2 separate regions of the Urocitellus parryii genome follow, and region 2 is linked to region 1. Evidence: chromatin contacts called from public Hi-C data. All regions are on one chromosome and are shown on one strand. Each heading gives the region's core, a stretch centred on a gene start, on an enhancer-like site or on the middle of the called end of the contact. The rest is flanking DNA. Distances are from core to core; before and after follow the strand shown. Region 1 holds the start of Kif5b (kinesin family member 5B). Region 2 holds the start of Epc1 (enhancer of polycomb 1).

Region 1 (5,923 bases), core at 1,596-4,095:
AGGCATGTGCCACTGTGGCCAGCTTTAATTCCATTTCTGAAATGCTAAATTTGAGGCTATAGTATAGTATATATGCTATGATAAGATGGCTAGAGAGATGGGAACATCATACAGATGAAAAGGTAAGGTTGTAGACAAAGAGATTCCAGCAATTGTTGAGGAAGTGAGCTCAGAGATAATAGAGCAGAAGACTGAGGATAAAACCTTCATGACATCCTGCTGCAAAGGCTGAGCTGGCAGCACACCTGTATCTAGCATACTAGACACATTTTACTTATTTATTTAAATTATTATTATATTGATGGCAAATTTAATTTAACATCAGGAGTTTAAACACTATCTAAATTATGCCTTTTTTGGAAAACAGGAAGACTTAACAATGTTGGGCCCACATTCTTCATGTAGAGAGTTAAATAACCACTGCTATTATCAGATGGGGCTGCTTCTGAGCAGTGGGACATAATCCTTTCTAGTGAATTTCACCTACATATACTACAAAAGTGACAAGGTTCTCTTCTTGACTGAACTCTAGTCAGGTTCCTCTGAGGTCTTTCTCAGTTAGGCCTCACCCTTGGCCTATAAGTTCTTGAACAAAATACTAACATAACTTCTAATAGCTGAATGACACATCCCTAGGATGACCCCAGCTGCCTTTAAAGTACATTTCACAGAAAACACTACCAGAAAACAACAGAAGATAGGGTCCTTATCTCTCAGCATCTGTGAAAGTGTAGAAACCTAACCTCTATATATGACCAGTAAACAAACTCAAATAGGTTTCACATAAAACAACTTCCACTTCCTGTTTTTTTGTCATTGTTGTTTGTTTATAATTTTTAACGCTTATTGCAATAGTTTATTACTGATTAAAATCTGTCCTTATCACTTTAGGGTCTGGCTTTATCTTTGACAGAGACTAACAGTCAGCAATGAAAGTGTTAGGTTTTGTTGTTGTTTGAAAGACGGAAAGATTAAGCATATTTGTTTCCTGTTTTTCCTTCAAGGAAGCTGAGAAAAGGGAGAAATTAAATATATAAGAAGCTGATGAACATTGGTATAATCCAGTTATTGGAGTTAGAATTCAGGATGTAAGTGAAAATTAATTTTAAAGAGGGAGATAGCTGTTTTTTAATTTTTCTGAAATTAGAGATAAGGGTAATAGGACATAGAGATAATGGAGAAATAAGATGAAGAATAAAAAGACTGAAGAGGTGAAAAAGAAAAAAGAAAATCTACCCCATCAGACTGGGCTAAAAAACACAGTTTCAAAATGAACAGGGAAAAGTATTTCCTTCAAGGACATGCTGAATCCATAAAGTGTCACAACAACCTCTTTCTTTGATTACTGGTTTCTTGCTGAGAAACATTGTTCTCTAAAATCATAGACTAATCAGAAATTACTGTTACAAATTACAACAGTCAGAACAAAACATTCCTGCCTGGAGAATCTAATATATAGAGAAATAGCCTTGATTTCCAAGATAGGTGAAGAGGTTTTTTTTGGTGGGGTGGGGGGAAGGGTGTTTCTGAAGACATTTCACATCTATATTAAATTTGCAGGTTTCACATCTATATTAAATTTGATGCTTTTACTCATAGTTCTGTTTCTCATGAGGCCTTTCAAAACACTGTGTCATTTAAATTTTACCAGGATGCCTCACGTCTCCCCAATGGCCTGTGATTACTCCACCTTTTCCTTTGTTTGGTGGGATGCTCCACCATCCTGCTGGTGTAAATTCTCCTTCACTTAGCATGTCAAACTAAACCTACAAAACAATAGGTTCATTTCTGGAGGTATTAGGATGCTTGGATGAGCACAGAAGACACTGGAGGTTTTCATAGTCCAATTTTTCATTTTACAAACAAAAACTGAGTGCCGGAGGGAGAGTTTTAAATGTCATTGAAGTTCTCAGCACCCCAGAGCCATTTCCGCATGAAGAAGATATATGGTATCCTTCTTCTAAAAATAATTTTTTGTAGTGGTGGAAATCGAACCCAGGGCCTCAAACGTGCTCTGTTAAGTGCTCTACCACTGAGCTACATTACCAGCCTCTGGAGTGGATTACTTAGACATGTAATCCACAAATTTATCTAGGCCTTTTTAAGAGCATCTTTATGCTACAGGTCAGTCATACCCATCCCAACCCTCTCCCCTCATTGAGATTGATGAATTCTGTAAATCTATTGTTGGGGGAAAGTAAGACCCCTGATTGATTGATTGAATATGTATGAGTCTGCTCCTGTGCAGGTTTGGGAGGCTGCCACCCACCTGTGCGATGCTAGGCCCTGGACAACTGAGGATGACAGAAACTGTGGGGTGAGGGGAGTGGAGGGGCTCTCCATCTCATCCTACTGCTCCACATTTCTTCAGCAACCTTTTTAATTCCTTAGGAGAAATCTCACCCCACACCCCCCTTACTCCTGGGTTCCCACCTATTAGCTGAAGAAGGAGCAACTACGTCAAGGAGAGCCATGCCCCACCCTTCATTCAAACCTCCCTTTTTTGGAAGCGCGATTTAAAAAGGTGATGTTTTCCCCAGGGCAAAAACGAAAGCAAACACTTCCTTATAGGGATCTGGAAATGTATTTAAACTAAAACATTAATAGTTAAACTCCTTCTCTCCCAAAGAAAAGTTGGCTGAGAGAGTCTAAAGAATTCGGCGGCGGGTCGGATTGGTCGCACACAGCCGCCGCTGATTGTAAAGGAATTTCTGCGCTGAACTTCCAGAGATCTTGAATCTGCGACCCCCGCCCGGAGTGGCAGCTGAGCCGCCGGCGCGAAGCGAGCGGGGATTGGTTGTCTGGACGGCCGGGCCACCGCGCCTGCGCAGTCCTCCCCTCAGCGCCACCCTGCCCGGCGCCCAGTCGCCGGTCTGTGGCCTCTAGGGATCGGGCGTCAGCCGGCAGTATAGCCGGCAAGTGGACAGCCGCGCGGGCGGACAGGTGGGCCCGACTTGCTCGTTATCGGGAGAAAGGAGAGGGCCACTTTCTAGGGCCCCAGCATCTCCCCAGTTCCAGGAGCCTGCCCAGCCCCGCGAGGGAGACGCTGAAGGAGCAGCCGCCGGTCTACCGGGTACAGCCGCCGCCATGGCTGCCATGATGGATCGGAAGTGAGCCTCGGGGCCAGGGCTGCGGGCGCCGGCTTCTAGAGTCCCGGCTCCCCGGCCGCCCCTACCTGGGGAAGCGCGGCGCGGCGCGGCGCGGCGGACGGCTGACTCTCAAGTCCCTTGCGACCCCGGACCCTCAGGTCAGGCCGCTCCCTCCAAGACTGAGAGGCGGGGAGTGGCTCCCGGCCTCTGGCCCGGGCTGCAAGGAAGATGGCGGACCCAGCCGAGTGCAACATCAAAGTAATGTGTCGCTTCAGACCTCTCAACGAGTCTGAGGTGAACCGCGGCGACAAGTATATCGCCAAGTTTCAGGGAGAAGACACGGTCATGATCGCGGTGAGTGACCCCCGCCCCCACCTCTCGTGCGGCTTCTTGGAGCCTGACTGGGCTGGGAGTTCAGGGACGTGGCGGGGTGCAGAATCGAGAGGGAACACTGGTGTCCCGAACACTTTCCTGCGGGTTTTCGCAGGTTCAAATCACTCAGTCGTGGAAACTGTTCAGTTGAGTCCAGTGGCATTCCTGGATCGTCCCCACCCGGGTCCTCTGCGCGGGGAGATGGGAGGCGCCTAGGCTCAGCCTGGGACACTCCCCCACCTGGGGCTCTGGGGGAACCCTCGAGCTTAGGGCACTTTTGCCAGTGTTTGTGCTCCTACTGTTGCTGATGCTGTTGGTATCTTGGATTATGCCCCCCGTCTCATTTACCATTCATTAAATGTGTAATATTAATTCCGAGTTTAACTAAAGCATTGAGCCATGAAACCAGCCCTAATGTATCTTAACTCTTACGATGCTTAGTATAAAACTAGTTTTGGAAAGCTAACGTACCTGTCTCAAATGTTCACCTACCTATCTTTTGAGAGATGAATGACTTTTCATTTAAACAGTTACTGTGAAAAATCGAGGACGGTAAAAAGAAATCGTCTTCCTTAAAATCGGAATTATCAATTTAATTTTATGGTAGATTTAAGCAGATTAAGATTTGAGAGTCAGAAAAATTCAGACTCTCAAATTTACTCGGTTTTATGGGGTAGCAGTTTAGGAAAAAGTGTTACCACTGTATCAGACAGAAAGTACTAATAAAAACAAATTTATAAAAAGTAACAGTTGAGGGCTGGGGTTGTGGCTAAGTGGTAGAGGGCTTGCCTTGCACATATGAGGCACTGGGTTCAATCCTAAGCATCACATAAAAATAAACAAAATAAAGATATTTTTTAAAAGTAACAATTGACCATTGTTGGATTCATATTTATACAGTTAAGGTCCACGTTGAAGAAAATTGATTTTGGTAATCCCAGAGATAATAAACCATTGTTCTTTCCTCGGGTAGAACAATTAGTTTTGACTATCATTTAGGAAGACCAGAAGTGAGGATTTTTTGAGATCTGAGAAAGTAGCATTTTTAGTTCTAGTAGATTAAATGTGAATAAGATATTGCATACAATACAGTGAACTATGACTAAAAATTAAATTCATCTATTTTGGTAATGTCATGTGGTAGTACTTTTTTTTTCCTACATTGTTATCAGGGTATACAATTGTAATATGTTAGTACATTGTTTCCTCTAATGCATTTTTTTATTTAGTGTATTGTTTGTGCTGTTTAATTTGGAAATAGAACAGAGAGGTCACAGGAGATGAGACATTGATGACTTGAAAGTATTAATGTAGAAAACAGGACTGAATTTGTTTGGAATTTTAATGTGAAGGTTTCCAAAGTTCAACTTTAGAAAATGAATGTGTTAACTTATCCTCTTAATAGGCTTTTGAGGGAAAAAAAGAAAAATCATTAGGTCACTAATAACTGCAAACTGCTGCTGTGTGAAAACTGTCAAGCCAGTTCTTTGTTAACAAGTCTGCAAGAAAAACTCTAGCTATAAATGACATCATAGCAAGGCGGAGAAGTTAAGCACAGTGATCCTTTTCCTTTAGGAGGATATATTTTCCATGGCATTGACATGGAATGAGTGGATGCATGAGACTCCTGGATTAGTTGTCAAACTTGAGGCTACCAGTTTCTTAAGTTTTTGTGATTACTCAGCAATGCTTTACTTAACATAGCTATTTTTTCTTTCCCACTTGTATTGCCTCTTCAGACTTTTGTTTTTAAACAAACCTATGAGTATAAGAATTGTGTTTGTTGGAATGCTAAAATCTAGGACTCACAAAATTATTATGATTAGGTTAGAAAGTAAACTTTTTTGCTCAAATATGACTTAAAATATGAAGAAAGACTTAAAAGAAACCAAATAATTACCATAGGAACCAAACATTATTCTAGGCCATTTCCTTTGGAAAATTTATGTTTCTTTCAAAGTAGGAATAAATGAAAATATTAGAAGTAAAGGATAGGTGTTTTGTTTATGAATCAGTAATAAGCATTTTGTTCACCTTTAGATAAACTTGTGAGCCTTTTGTTGGTCTTTTTAGAAAGTATAAGGGAAAATACATTATGATTCGGTTACATAGCCTTAAAAAGTGTAAGGGAATGGGTAGTTCATTATTTTCAGGAACTGCTTTCTTGCATATAATAGGTACATTTATTATGTGAAAATTGTGTATTTTGTTCAGTTTTTTCAATCAATCATAGGGCAACTGGAAGGAACAAAATTAGAAAATCTCCAGAGATTCATCTCCTGGTTTATTTTATTTATCTTAAATGTGATTTAAAAACATCTGAATAGTTCTCAAGTTAAAATTTTTTTCATCGCCTTATTGATAAAATTGAAGTATGATAAAATGCACATATTTGAAGTATGCAGTTTGATCAGTTTTGACATGTATGTAAACATTACATAAAAATTTAAACATGTGGGCTG
Region 2 (6,383 bases), core at 2,854-5,353, 200 kb before region 1:
TTTGACAAGCCCCTCAAAATCTCTCTCCCTTCTCACATTATGTTCTGTCTTCTGACTTCATTTTAATCAGGTTTCTTAGGCTCCCTCTGGATTCTCATCTCAGCAATGCCCTTCCTCAGTTTCCTGAATATAGGCAGATCACACAACCTCTCTAAACCCAACAAGACATACATAATTGGGCTGGCATGAAAATAAATGAAATAAGGCAAAGTTCTTCTGCATCTCCTAGCATGTAGTGAGTGCTCAATGAATAGTAGGTATTACTCTCACTGATCGAAAGTTTAGTAATCGGATATCAGCGATGAGGAAGTTTCTTGTAGGTTTGGGAATTATTTTGAATTCATCTAATTGTTCCCTTGTTCTTCAGATTAGGGAATTAGAGCCCAGGCAGATTAAATAGTCAGTATTTCATTGAAGAGGTGATATCTGGGTTGGATTTTGAAGGATAATAACAGTAGCTTACATCTACTGAGTACTCACTGTGGGCAGGAACCATTCTAAATGCCTTTCATGGATTGTTTTATTTAATCTCCAAGACATTCCTGTAAAATAGGAGTTCAGTAGCTACAAGTAGATGGGTTATAGTCTACTATAACAGAGGAGAGAAAAGAACGAATAAAAATCAGGAAGCAGGGAAAATGTGTTGATTTCTGAAGATGTTGATGAGATGAACTGAACATCTAAAGACTTAAGCAATAAAGAGAGATGATGCTGGAGAGAGTAAGGCAAAATTATAGGAGGACTTTAATTTGAATTTGGCTTTACTAATAGGAAAATAAATAAATAACAGTTATAATATATGCTTGGGGAAAGGGAGATACTGAATAAAAGTAGGGTTTGAGGTATACTGATTTGGTGACATGCACTATGAAGCCCTGCTAAGGGCTGTGTACTGGGTTCTTCATATAAAAACAAATCACATTTCATTAGGATAACATGGTACATAATTATTATTACCATTAAGACTATGTCTCTACTTTCTTATCCTACTCTGTCCACTCAAATTCTTACCTGTTTCATCATACAACAGCATTTTTGTTGAAGTATCCTACTGAACTCTGGCCATCTAAAACTCTCCATCCTCAGTGCCACCTGCCAGTTGCTCCTCCCTCCAGCTGGATCATACAGTTGTGTTTTCTCCCTTTTCTCCTACTCTTTCATTCCTGTTACTAGCTGGAATCTTTGCCATCTTTCAGAACCAAATTTCATGCTGCCTTCTCTATAATGTCTGATCCATTCATCTGGAACTTCCAGAGCGCTGCATTTCACTACATTGCTTGTCATTTGATTAACTGGCTATCCATTTACCAGTACCTTATTTGTATCCCTTGCAATGACAGTACTGTGTACTTCGCTATCATACAATTGTGACATGAACTGAAACTGTTTAAACATTGCAATTCCTTTTTATGCATATTTCCTTTTGAGGAAAGGTTAGTATACTTGGGGTTAACCCTAGTATACATTCTTGCAGCGTTGAGAATATTAAGTCACTATTGTTGGGACACTTAGAAAAAGGAAACTTTAAGTTGGAAATAGAAAGGAAAGTTAAAAATAGAGCAGGATTAACTATTTTTTCAAGGAATGTTTGGGTTATATAAAGAAAGTTGAAGAAAATTAAATCTGAATCTTTATAGCTATACTCCTGCCCTTTAGGAGGGAAAGACATGTACTGGATATAGGACAGACTTGAGGCTCAAGCCTCTGGGTCCTTGGAAACTTAGAAGGAACTGGGAATGGGAAATCTAGGGCAATGAGTAGAGATTTAAGGGGAAAGAGAATGTCCCTTTGCTAGTATATGATCTGCAAAAGATCTACTGAATTTGTAAGCATATCTCTGAACTTACCACAGAGGATGATTTGAGAATTTCTAGAAAACAAGGGATTTATTTGTAGAGTGTCCATTATTAACAACTGTTCAAACATTATGTTTTCCCAGGAATACCTTTTCTTCTACCATTTAATTCCCATTACTAGTGGATTCTTTGCCATCTTTCAGAACCAAATGTGAAACAGTTTTCTGCATGCTGTTATTTTAGTGAAGTTTAAAAAAAAATCACTTCCTTGGTTCACTCATGACTTAAGACCCTGTTTTGTCCTATAAAATCCAAGTTCCTTAATCATAAATTCCACTACTAGGATTTTCAGGAATCTAATATTGTAGGTTGGAGAGGGCTGTTATTGTATTGTTATAATTAGCCAGTATTTTCAGAATGGTTAAATCTGGCTAAATAGGTGTCATATTCCACATTAAAGCTGGGAGGTTCCCAGAATGTGACATGCACTCTCTGCTCTGAGGTCTTTGCTACTGTCCTTGCCTAAGATATCTTTCTTCCCTTCATATTTTGCTACATTAACCCATACTTATCCCACATAATTTGACTCAGATATCTTCTCCTCCAAAAAGTCTTCCCTGAATACTTTATTAGAATCACTTCCCTGGATTGGACACCACTCCAGTCTATTCCCAGTCTATTCATCAAAACACCCCTCTGCTTGTGGCAATTAGAATTCACCTGTATTGCTCCCCACTGTGTGAGCTCCTCCAGGAGTCCTGTGGTTGACAAGTCAGCAGCAACACACTAAGAAGTCTATAAGGACTCTAAATGTTTGCTCATTGAGTGAATAAATAAATGCATGGTCTCCATGTAGCAAAGGTAGGTTTAAGTTCCTCTGCCTTATAGAGGTGAATTTTCAATATTGGAATTTTAGAATAATCTTGGAGAACAGCAATCTACCTCTTTATCATCCCCCCACCTGGTGAAGTGTAGTAAAGTATGCTAGAATTTCCCCAAGTGTGCTGTTACAGCACACTTGGTAATAAGGGTGATAATTAATGGCACCTAGAAACCAACCTGGAAGATAGCAGTTTGCCTGTATGTCCTAAGCTAATAACACCTCATATGAAAACCAGTATTTAACGATTATTTTTACTACGTAGCCTTTAGCAGGAAAAGCGGACAATTTTTTTCTTTTTTTCTGGGTGAACATTTGAAATTTTGCTGCCAAACTTATTAAACCCACTGGAAGGAGATCTCTGGATACCCATTTTCATATGTAATATGAACCAAATAAATGTTAGTAATCTATCATATCATCTAATCTCTCATAATAATTCAGCCTTTCCTTATGTGGGGAGTCGGGGGGATTGGCGAGTGCATTACAGGTTTTATAAGATTAAATTTTATCAAGCTGTTCAGAGAATAGATGACAAGTGTGAATCCGTGGCTAGGTCGAAACAGCATTTGCTTCCAATACAAACACCAAGTAGATATAAAGAACTCGCTCTAGAATTGAAGGCCGTGCTTCAAATGTTTTCTCTAAAGATTACATCGTATCCTTTGCATCAGTTACAATAAAATAGTATACATGAATAGTTAAAATGTAAAACTGGAGGGGAAAAAATTACTTTGGAGCGGAATTAGAATAGCATTTATAATGAGCGGGGTGGGTGGGAACCTGACCAATGATCAAATGTCATGGATACTTAAATGATACTATAAAATGATCCAAAGTTTCATGACATAAAAATAATTGCTGCTAAAAAGTTTACCCAGAGTAACGTTTTGCCCTTGATTTCGTTTGCATTTTTATTTTAAAGTCCTAAATTGCCGCGATCAGTAGGATGTGGGCAGCGCCTCCGGAGCGCCCCTCGGACGCCCGGCGACGGCGGCCTCGACCCCTCGAAGCACCAGGCAGGGATGACACCGGTGCCCGAGCCCGGGACTCCGGGGCAAAAGCACCGCCGAACAGCTCTCCCCCGCTGCCGTTCGAAAAGCCGGCGTGCGGGTGGAGACAGTTTTCCGACACCTTCGCGGGTCAGAAAACGGCGCTGGGAGGGAGCGAGCGTGAGCGAGCAGCTTGAGCGCTGGAGGGCGAGCGGTACCCGCAGGCCGGCTCCCGGCGTCCGAGCGCCCGCCAGCGCCGCCGCCCCCTAGGCCTGCCGCCCCCCGGCCGGCGGAGGGCGGGGGCCGCGGCAGCCCGGCGCGGGGAGCTAGGTGGCGGGCGCCGGGGGTTGGCGGGACGCGCGCTCCGTGCCGGCGCCGGCCTCGAGCCCGCGCTCCCCCCCCCCGCGTGCCCGCGCCGCTGCGCGATGCAGTGTGGGGAATGGCTGGGGTTGGCTGAAGAGCGCACAGTGGAGTTTTAATGTCCGCCATGTTGGCCATGGCGTATTGAAGAGAGCGAGCGAGAGAGGAGCGGAGCGGCACAGCCTCCCACCCTCCCGGCTGGTGTTAGTGCCCGGACGGCGGGTTTTGCGCTCCGCCCCTCAAGTCCCCGGCAGCGGTACGCGAGTGGGGACCGAACCCCCGGTTCTCCATGATCCCGCTGGCCGGGGCCGTTTCCCCAGAGCGGAGAGGTATCTGCTGCGCCTGAGATGAGTAAACTGTCGTTTCGGGCGCGGGCGCTAGACGCCTCGAAGCCGTTGCCGGTTTTCCGCTGTGAGGATCTGCCCGACCTGCACGAATACGCCTCGATAAACCGGGCCGTGCCGCAGATGCCCACCGGAATGGAGAAGGAAGAGGAGTCGGTACGTGTTAACTCCCCTGTCCGACCCACCGCCAGGCCCCGCTCCTCTGCTGCCTGCGGCGGCGGCGGAGCAGCAGACCCACACAAAATGGCCGCCATCTTCTCTTCGCCGCCGACTCTCGGTCGCCGGCCGGGCCTTTACCCTGCCTTCCCCGGCCTAGACCCCCGGCCGTCGCGGCCCGGCGGGCCCTCCTCGAAGGCCACCCGCCGACCCCGGTCACTTGTACCCGGGCCCCGCGGAGTTCGGGGGCCCGAAAGGCACAAAGGGGTCACGTGACAAGGCTGCCGGCAGCCATTTTGTGGTCTCAGTTCTTGGGTTGGGCCTTGTGCATCCGGAGAGGGGAACAGGCTGGGTGGCGGTGGGGGTGCGGCGAGCCGGGAACCGCGGGCCCGCCTGCAGCTTTTCCGCGGCCCGCTGGGCGGCGCTCTAGGGCCATTGTGGCCTCCGCGCCGCTGCCCGCGCCCAGGAGCGCAGTTCTGCGCACCGGCGGGGAGTTTCACTTCCCGGAGGCCTGGACAGCGTGTTGGGCTCTGTGCAACCCCACGTGGAGCCTCAGAGGGCCGGGCCAGGCGGACTGCAGGCATTTGAGGCTGGTGTCCTCTCCCTGAATGAGATGTCGAGATGCTCCGTGTTTGCCCAGACGACTTAACTTTCATAGAAAACTTACTATTTGCAGTATCCTCTTTCTGGAACGTGTGCATGCAATCCCTGTGCCAGTTAGTCGGAGGATAGTAAACGACTATCCCTGACTTTTTCTTTGATCCTGAAAAATATGTTGCAGATTTGTTTGGACTAAGTGGCTCTTCCAAAGCCCTGCAACTTTATTATTTTTTATCTGTAAAATAAATTTAATTTCGCCTGCTTTCAGATATCTCAAAGGGAGGGAAAAGGTCTGATTTAAGTAAATGTCGAAGACCAAAGAGGGTCCTTTTTAATTCATAACGGGACTTAAGTGAATTCGTTCAGAGATCTTAACATTGAGATGTCTAAATTGGGTGGGTTTTAATATTTAAATGACTTTACAGCTAATTGACAGTCATAGCTATGGCTTTACCTTGTTGTGGAAGTTGGGTTCAGACACAAGGATAATAGAATCTTCCTCTCATTTCCCCCAGATCCTTGACAGTATAACTTGATGACTTCTAATCCTAAGGAATTGCATACCTTGGTTTTCAGGTACAGCCATTTAAACAGGGTGCAGTGTATTGACAGTTCAAGGAAGTCAAGGATTCGCGTGGACTTGTGTGCTACAAATTTGTTGTGGAAAATTGTACTGTAATACTTCTATTGGTTTTGTAAGAATTTTTAATGTAGAAACTATGCTCTGTAATGTTATCTTTGAAAATAAAACTCTTTAAACTCTTTGGGTTGGTTAACCTTTTAAAATAAAATAGTTGTGACAGTCAAATGTTACTTTTTGAGAGTAGCATCCAACTTTACAGATAAGTTAAGTGTATGTAGTAGTTGAGATTGTCTAGTGTAGTACTGACTTTCAGCACATTACCTATGAGAATCGTACCTTTTATTTTACTTGTATGATCTTAGAGTAGAATGGTGCCATTTGTTTATTTTTAAATAAGTGATTTGTTTTTTTAAAATTAAAGTACTTGTGACTGCAGAATCTTGTCTTTTGGTTTTATTTTTGTTTCTCTTTATAATTTTAACAGATAATAACTTTTAAGTTAGGGAGTTGGTGTTACCTTGCCCTGGAAATTAATTTGTAGTTCTTGTTTTGCAGCCAAGGAATGGGAGAACCTGATTAAAGCAAGACAGCAATACAGAATGCTTTAGAACTTTAGTTAAGTCTTGCTTCTATGAATATTTTGGAGAGTCCCAAGAGCTACAACCTAAAATG

The links. Hi-C and Micro-C count contacts between places; a contact is called where the count stands out from the background.
Region 2: a Hi-C map of muscle shows a contact between it and region 1, with 4 times the contacts expected there. The contact joins the promoter of Epc1 here to the promoter of Kif5b in region 1. A contact is called at or near these places in 2 of 2 Hi-C or Micro-C datasets (liver and muscle).

What each region holds. Positions count from the first base shown.
Region 1 is chr9:52,056,391-52,062,313 of mUroPar1.hap1, reverse strand. It overlaps Kif5b (kinesin family member 5B), which reads left to right and starts at 2,845. Exons shown (of 26, transcript XM_026405164.2): 1 at 2,845-3,443. The coding sequence starts at 3,318.
Region 2 is chr9:52,258,920-52,265,302 of mUroPar1.hap1, reverse strand. It overlaps Epc1 (enhancer of polycomb 1), which reads left to right and starts at 4,103. Exons shown (of 14, transcript XM_026405172.2): 1 at 4,103-4,528. The coding sequence starts at 4,376.